Regions from separate parts of the Sus scrofa genome. Here region 1 is linked to region 2. The links are chromatin contacts, called in public HiChIP or PLAC-seq maps. All regions are on one chromosome and are shown on one strand. The core of a region is the stretch at or near the end of the contact, and the rest is flanking DNA. Distances in the headings are between cores, read along the strand shown.

The links. HiChIP or PLAC-seq counts read pairs in DNA pulled down with a chosen protein or histone mark.
Region 1: an H3K27ac HiChIP or PLAC-seq map of alveolar macrophages shows a contact between it and region 2. The contact joins two enhancer-like sites. A contact is called at or near these places in 1 of 47 Hi-C or Micro-C datasets (subcutaneous adipose tissue) and 1 of 2 datasets of contacts at active chromatin or transcription factors (alveolar macrophages).

What each region holds. Positions count from the first base shown.
Region 1 is chr16:27,622,416-27,626,537 of Sscrofa11.1, reverse strand. It overlaps the pseudogene LOC106506477. Among named protein-coding and RNA genes, the nearest start is that of SELENOP, 77 kb to the right of the region's middle. Within about 2 kb of position 1,602, at least 9 of the 83 cell types and tissues checked have an H3K27ac peak or open chromatin away from gene starts, as enhancers often do. A contact at or near this core is called in alveolar macrophages, where this site is marked.
Region 2 is chr16:27,482,061-27,486,447 of Sscrofa11.1, reverse strand. The region is part of intron 2 of CCDC152 (coiled-coil domain-containing protein 152); the gene reads right to left. Among named protein-coding and RNA genes, the nearest start is that of CCDC152, 9.6 kb to the right of the region's middle. Within about 2 kb of position 1,832, at least 18 of the 83 cell types and tissues checked have an H3K27ac peak or open chromatin away from gene starts, as enhancers often do. A contact at or near this core is called in alveolar macrophages, where this site is marked.

The DNA of each region.
Region 1 (4,122 bases), core at 353-2,852, 140 kb before region 2:
AGCTCCAATTAGACCCCTAGCCTAGGAACCTCCATATGCTGCGGGTACAGCTGTAGAAAAGACAGAGACAAAAAAGAAAAAAAAAAAGTTTTGCTATAAAGGGGAGCTGAGAAATGAAGCAGCACTTGGAGGGGGGATGAAGGGCCTAAGGTGGCATCTTAGCTTGCTTGTAATTAGATTGCAGCATGCTTCTGAGTTTTCAGCATGGTTTTCAGAGTTTTTTTTTTTCCCCCTTTGGCTACACCCATGATACCCTGGGGCCAGAGATCTAACCTTGTATCACTGCAATCACAGTGCTGGATCTTTAACTTGCTAGGCCATGAGGGAACTCCATCAGTGTTCAGTTTTAAGGGCACATATAAGAAGGCTTGGAGGACAGAGCTTGATCCCTGCAGGGGCACTCCAGGAGGCGTGTCTGAGGCCTTAGCTTGGGGAGAAGCAGTGGGACCCACTGGCTGGGGCTGCACAAACAGTACTGCTGGGCATGCTAGGCTGACCTTCAGATTTGCGTTTCTGTCCTGAAATTTCACTGTGACCTTCTCATTGGGTGGCCCCCCAATTCAGCCTTCAGTAGCTTCTCATGTGTTATTCCCCCTGGTTATTGGTGAAACTGACTCTGAGCAGCTGATGTGTGGTTTTGAGGTCTATGGACTTTTACGGGCAGTGGGGCTGTGTTCTGGGTGAGAGTGTGAGGGCAAAGGGCATATCCACGTGCTTCTCAAGATGGGGATAATGAGGGAGAACCTACTGGGGCTATTCTCTTTACCTTCTCTGGCCTGTTTGTGAAGGAAGAAGAATCTCCAGCACACCCTCTGTCTCCCCATCGCATAAGAGAATTAACCTGGACAGATCTCAGCTGAGGTGATGAGCCATAACAATCCCACTGGAGATGTGATTAAGGCATACAGGTGAGCAGAAAATTTCCCAGCTATGTTTTAGTGGAAATCGTATTAAACTAAGACCTTGGTGTGATTTTGCTTTTTAGGGCTGCACCCGCAGCATGTGGAGGTTCCTAGGCTAGGGGTTGAATCAGAGCTTTAGCTGCTTGTCTACATCACAGCCACAGCAATGCCAGATTCAAGCCGTGTCTGCAACCTATACCATAGCTCATGGCAACATCAGATCCTTAACCCACCGAGCGAAGCCAGGGACCAAACATGTGTCCTTTGGATACTTACTAGTCAGGTTCATATCTGCTGTGCCACAACAGGAACTCTCCTTAGTGTGATCTTGATGAAGTGTGTTAGCATCTCTAGGCCTAAGGTCTTCACCTCTCAAATGAAATTTGGGGGAGGATAGGACAGTCTAGAGTCTTGTCTTGCTCATCAGGCTGTAGCTGTCATGTGCATGTTTTGGACTTGTAGTGTGAGTAGAGTTATGGTTCTCAACCTTGGCTGTATGTTAGAATCATCCAGGGAGACTGTTCCCGAGGCCAGGATATAGGCATCACAGCCATGGTCATAAAGCCTTCTGGGCCATTCCAGTGTGAAGCAGCTTTTAGAGCAGGGCCATTGCACCTGTGCTTTCTGTAGCACCAACACTGGCATCACCTGGTGGCTGATAAGACACACGGAGCCACTGCATTAGAATTTGCATGCAGTGCTTTAGAGCTTTGCTGACATCTAGTGGTGACAGCCTGTATTAAGACTTTCCTGGAGTCTGGCACAACATTGTAAATCAACTATACCTTAATAGTAGTGAAACAACTCATTCCAGGGAATTTTTTTTAAAAAAATTTATTTAAAAAATTTTAAGTGAATTTTATTTTTTATTTTTTTATTTTCTATTAGAATCTGATTTACAGTGTGTTAGTGCCAGGTTTACAGCAAAGTGATTCAGTTACACATTTCTATTCTTTTTCAGATTCTTTGCCTATATGGGTTATTACAGAATATTGAGTAGAATTCCCTGTGCTATATAGTAGTCCTTGTTGATGATGCATTTTATAAATAGTAGTGTGTATCTGTTAACCCCAAATTGAAATGCCAGATGTCACTGTAGTAAGTCCAGTTTGTGAAGGCCCAGATTTATGAACCCTGAGTATGAACGATACTCAAGGGAATGATCATGTGTTTCTCAAAAGTAAATGGTGAATACAAGAAACATGCTGATCTTAATGCCCTTTGCCAGAAAAGAATGAAAATTGCTGGTGAAAACATCTGATTTCTGTAAATATATTCTTAAGACTTAGCTTTCTGCATGCAAATTTTCTTTCCAGTTTAATTTCTGGTATTGAATAATACTAGAATTAAAAATAACTCGTGTTCTTGGGAGTTCCCTGTTGACCTAGAGGTTAATGGTCTGGCATTGTCACTGCTGTGGTTCAATCCCTGCCCAGGAACTTCTGCATGCTGTGGGTGTGGCAAAAACAAAATCAGGTGTTCTCAATAGGGGAGTGGTGAAATAAACTATTAATAATTCACTTAATGGATTTTTCAAGCAGATACGATGAGATTTTGGAAATACAAAAGACTCTTGTCAATGCGCAGTTGGGAAAAAAAAAAAAGGCAAGGTATATACCTGTGTACTCAGTCTGATGACAAATATACAACAAACCAAAAACCTAAAAGCAAGCTCAAAACCATGCAAGGAGAAAAGATTGAAAAGACATGCATCTGAATGTTAATAATAGTTATCCATGCATAGTAGACACTTATCTATTATTTTCAGAAAGTTTGTGAAATATGTTCTTTATAATTTAATCAATTTCCTTGAACAATCCAGAATTTGTACCTTTATTACTATTATTTTTTTGGCCTTGACCTAGTCATGTGGAATTCCTGGGCCAGGGATCAAACCTGTACCACAGCAGTGACAATGTCAGATCCTTAACTGCTAGGCCACCAGGGAACTCCCTCTTCCTTAAAAAAAGACTCCTGCCCTCTGGTCTTCATGAATTGTATGCAACTGAAACATTTTAAACTCCTGCCCTCATCTCAAATTTCACAGAAATCTGATAGAAGGAAACACAGTCTCATAACATAATGGCCTCATGATAACATCTATAGCTTGTTTATGTGATTCTGTGAGATTCATGCTGTTATTTCAGTTCTCTTCACATCAAATTCTGCCCTAGCAGTTCATAGCAATGGGTATTTTGTGTTATGTGATTCTTTCTGAGGCAGACCCATGTGAGCAGGGTAATTGTTGTTGAGGAAATATAATTAAAAACGGAATTTCTCCCAAGCTAGGAAACTTCTCCACGAAGAGAGAGTAGAAAGAAAACAGCTTTATTATTGAATAAGCATTAAACCAAAATTCAATAAGCATCACAGGCAGTCCACTAAGGGAATGGAAAGCCAGAGGGAAATCTTACCCTTTTATGGAGTCAAGCCGACCCCACTGTTGGATGCATTTTCTCTAGATAAACATCAACTAGTCCTCAGGTTAGAGGACCATTGGCCCCACACAGTTCATCCTAGATTCCTCTGGCACTGGGGTGACCCTCTGGGTTAGCTGATTGGCTTTATCCAAGGGAAACAGACTTCTTTCTGACACTAGGTTTTAAGCAGGGTATCCACTCAAGTTGGGCTCTGATCCTCCCAGAGAGACTGGTTCCTTGTCTTCCCTCATGTTTGCATTTCCAAGAGATGACTCCCAGGTCCTTGAGAAAGACATTCCTGGGTCCGAAAAAACGACAGGAGGCTATTGAGCTTTTAAAAAAGATTCGCACACCTTTCAAAGAGACAGAGAAAGAACTCACAATGACAGCTTTTCTAAAGTTAATGCTCGAAGATAAAGGGAAGGGGGAGGATAGCTCTTCCCTTGTTTTCAACTGGTAGAGTTTAGCCTCTTATTTTTTAGTTAACTTACATTTGTCCTTACATTGCCCACAGCTTTAACAGGCCTTTGTAAGAACCATGTGTTGAAGGCTCTTTCTGTTTGTTGTGCAGCCCCCCTTCACCTGACATCCCCCCACAAATGGGTTAATCACTGGAAGCCCTTCCGGTACCTGACTGTGGTTTCCCAGCCCATTGGCTTTCATTGAGTTTGGTGGGTTTTACTTGCAAAGGTGAGCAGGGCAGGGAAAAGTGAGCGGTAGATGGGTTTCATTTCTGAAACTAGGGGTAATGCCTCTCTGCTCAGCCTCCCCCAGCTCTCTGACTAACATCAGAACCCAGA
Region 2 (4,387 bases), core at 583-3,082:
ATTTGGACATGTTTGGAGAAATATGAAGCATGTGTCCAAGTGAATTTTCCATAAAAGAACATCTCAAGGAAAGTGAGTCAAGGTACATTAAGTTCTCTTCGAAGACAGCCAGAGTTGGTGAGAAAGTGTAATTTGGGAGAACATAATGCTTTTCTTCCTCACTGTCCTCCAACCTGTCCTCTTGTCCGAGTCTTAGGTCAAGGGAGTAGCAGTAAAAGAAGTAAAATCTCACTGTGTTGAATTACAAGCATCAGCGACTTTGGTGCCAGTGACTTCTTGTATGACGGGAGATGGAGCCTTCTTTGCAAACATTAGTGTCCTGACATGTGCATATTAGCGTTTGATATACCCTTGGTTATCACAAGCAATGGCTAAACATTTGATGGGTAGCAAGAGTACTGGAAACATCTATAACTTCGAGCAGTCCCCTTGGCTGTAAGCTCCAGGATAGCAGGGGCTATTTTCTGTTTTGTTTGCCTTTTCTTCCTAGGATTTAGAACAATTGTGGTCCTAATAGCATTCCATAAATATTTGTTGAGTGGTTGACTGATGACTGGCAATATCATAGGAAGAAAAGAATAAATGGACAAACTGGGGTGTGAAAATAACATATTTTTATTCTAAGTGCTTTGCAAATATTAAATCATTTAACCACCTTAACCCTATGACATTGGTCCTAGTATGTGCCTCATTCTACATATGAGGGAATCAATATACAAATGTAAAGTAAACTATCCAAATTCACACTTATGAGTGGTAAGTGGTAGGAGTACAATATGAACCTTAGGAGTTCCTGTTGTGGCCCAGCGGTTAACGAATCCGACTAGGAACCATGAGGTTGTGGGTTCAATCCCTGCCCTTGCTCAGTGGGTTAAGGATCTGGCATTGCCGTGAGCTGTGGTGTAGGTCACAGATATGGCTCAGATCCTGCGTTGCTGTGGCTCTGGCGTAGCCTGGCGTCTACAGCTCCAATTGGACCCCTAGCCTGGGACCCTCCATATGCCGCGGGAGTGGCCCTAGAAAAGACAAAAAGACAAAAAAAAAAAAAAAAAAAAAAAAAAAGAACCTTAGCAGTCCAGCACTAAGGTCTATGAGTTTAACTACTTTGCTGCCACCAAGACCAGCACAGGAGCATTTCTTCAGAGTAATTTGAGTAGATGGAGGCCCTGGAAAGAGGGCAAGAACAGAGTCAGAGAAAGACTCTGATAGTTACTGCTATCACATCTTATAAGAAATAAAAGTCATGCTAGTTTAAGTTTACAATTATAACAGCTAAATATATAAGGATGAAAACTTCATGAAAGAGTAACTTAATGTTTTAAAAAAGAAAGATTAAACAATTTCACTTTTATGTGCTTGGCTTAATAGCTAATAAACATTGAAACTTACTCTCTTTCTTTCAGTTTTAGAGGCCCACGGCTGATATTCAGCTATTATGCATTAGTGAGAAATACTGACTAGTTTCCATTCTAGTTGGGCATCTATTTTGGATGGTTAAATACTGCATTTGTATCTAAAAATAAAAAGTCATCTAGGTACAATAATGTACTATTATTGAATGTTTACATTGCCAGGCATTACACCAAGCATGTTATAAATGTTACTCCCATTAGGAATTCCTGTTGTGGCTCAGTAGGTTAAGGACATGACATTGCTGCTGTGAGGATGCGGGTTTGATCCTCAGTGGGTTGAGGATCTGGCGTTGCCCCAAGCTGTGGCGTAGGTGGCAGATGCGGCTTGGATCCCATGTTGCTGTGGCTGTGGTGTAGGCCTCAGCTGCCACTCTGATTTGACCTTTGGCCTGGACACTTCCTCGGGAACTTCCATATGCCACAAGTGTGGCCATAACAAGAAAAAAAAATACCTCAATTAGTATTCAAACTAATACTGAGAAGTTGGTATCATTATCCTGATTTTCAAAGGGAGGAAGTCACTCTAGAGGTCTGGTTACTTGACCAGATTCCACACTATATGGAAGGTCTAGGTTTGAATATAGGTTTTCTGCATTTCAAGTCCTGTGCTCTCAATTCAATACTTTCTCAGGAATTGCAGTATATGTTGAAGAACTATGAAATTTGGAATCAGAGGAATTGGATTAGAGTTTTCTCTTCTTTACTTGGTAGCTATGACACGCTGGGTAAGCTACTATTCTCATGTATCAGATTGTTCTGACAACCAAAAAAAATACTTTTAAAATTTACTCACAAATATTTAGCATTGTTATTGTTACTATTTCTGTCCTCTGTGTTCCATAAAAATTTGTATACATCGCTTTTCTCCATTGTTTATAATACATTTTAGTTATTTATGATTTCTCCCACTAGATAGTGAACACCTTCAGGTAAAGACATATTTATTTTGATATTCCCTACATCTAACATGGTGACTATGTCATAAGTGTTCAACAGTATTTTAACATATTGACTGAATGAAAGAGCCAGTACTGCGAGGGGTGACTACAAAGCTTCGCCTTTCAGTTAGAGGTCCTGAACTCAGTCTCCATGTATTTTTTTCAATTGCACTAATAGAAATGAAAGTAGTTTTCAGAAGTTAAAAAGCTTTATGCAAGTTTAAGATTCTACTCCTCCACACTTCCCCTCAACCTTCCCTGCCACCAACTCAAAGTTCCTACTATCCTCCTTTTTTTTTTCTTTTTTCTTCCCTTTTGCTGTTTCCTAGGAATAGAATGATGGTTAAATGACAACTTGACATTGCCTACTTTATGTATGTCACTGTATTAGCTGCTACAATTAAAAGTGGAGACATAGACACTGCTATCACTTGTCTTTGTCCCTTTGAAAGTGTGAATCCAGCATTCATGAAATATGGTACCTCGGTAATCAGCGAATTGAAAACAGAGCCCTGAAAATGAAAGTATACTGAATGTTTCAAAAATGTGTATTTTCAAATTTAGAACACAAGGTGGCTCTCTCAACACATTTTTTTTTTTTTTTTTTTTTTTAAACAAAGCAAAGTGTTCAAAATAAGGAATTCTCCATCTGGTAGAATACCATTCACTATTTTAGAGTAATAGCTTTTAAATCTCTTTGCAAGTCTTTACCTACATTATCATTTCTGTTGGACTTCACAATGCAATTTGAAGAAAACTATCCTATTCAACTTTAAAAACTAGAGCTCAAAATATTAAGCTACTGCTTACATGATATAATTTAGTAAGTATTTTGAGGTCAAACTTAGGCTCTACTATTAGCTATCAATGTGTGCGTTAACATTTATTTCATAAAGCAGTTGGGAATACTAAATACAATTATGTATTAAAAGCATTTTTTATAGTACCTGATCCTCAGTATCAATATTATCTTGAACTGGCCAAGAAATTCTTTATCTGGTATGAAGCGAAAGAAATAAAACATCAAGATCCCATTCTTTATTGTTGAACAAGTCCAATCATACATGTAGTTCATTCTTCCTCTTGAAGTGAATTAGTACACACTTTGTTTTCTAAGTCATCATTCTCACTTGTTCTTTCACTTCTGCTGTATATTATTCAGCAAAAAGGCCATCCAATAGATTCAGAAAACATAACTGGATTTTTAAAAGTATTTGATTATGTTTTTCAAATAATGCATACACATGAAACACAAGTTTAGTGAAAAGTGAATATCTTACTGATCTCTGCTCCAAAACTAACCAGTTTCCCTCCCCCTCCAAGAAAGCACTGTTACCAGGATGCTATTTATCTTTCGATATAGAGGACAGGGTGTTTGTGTGTGTTTAAAGATATAAATATATATATATATTTTTTTATTAAACTTTTTTTATTACTTAAATGAATTTATCACATCTGTAGTTGTATAATGATCCTAACAATCTGATTTCACAGGATTTCCATCCCACAGCCCAAGCACAACCCCCCAACCCCCAAACTGTCTCCTTAGAGACCATAAGTTTTTCAATGTATGTGAGTCAGCATCTGTTCTGCAAAGAAGTTCAGTCTGTCCTTTTTTTCAGATTCCACACATCAGTGAAAGCATTTGATGTTGGTGTCTCATTGTATGGCTGACTTCACTTAGCATGATAGTTTCTAGGTCCATCCATGTTGCTAAAAATGCTGGTATTTCGTTCTTTTTAATGGCTGAGTAATATTCCATTGTGCATATGTACCACCTCTTCTGGATCCACTCCTCTGTTGATGGACATTTAGGTTGTTTCCATGTCTTGGCTATTGTAAATAGTGCTGCAATGAACATTGGAGTACATGTATGTTTTTGAGTCATGGTTTTCTCTGGGTAGATGCCCAGGAGTGGGCTTACTGGATCAAATGGTAGTTCTATGTTTAGTCTTCTGAGGAATCTCCATACTGCTTTCCACAGTGGTTGCACCACTTTACAATCCCACCAACAGTGTACTAGGGTTCCTTTTTCTC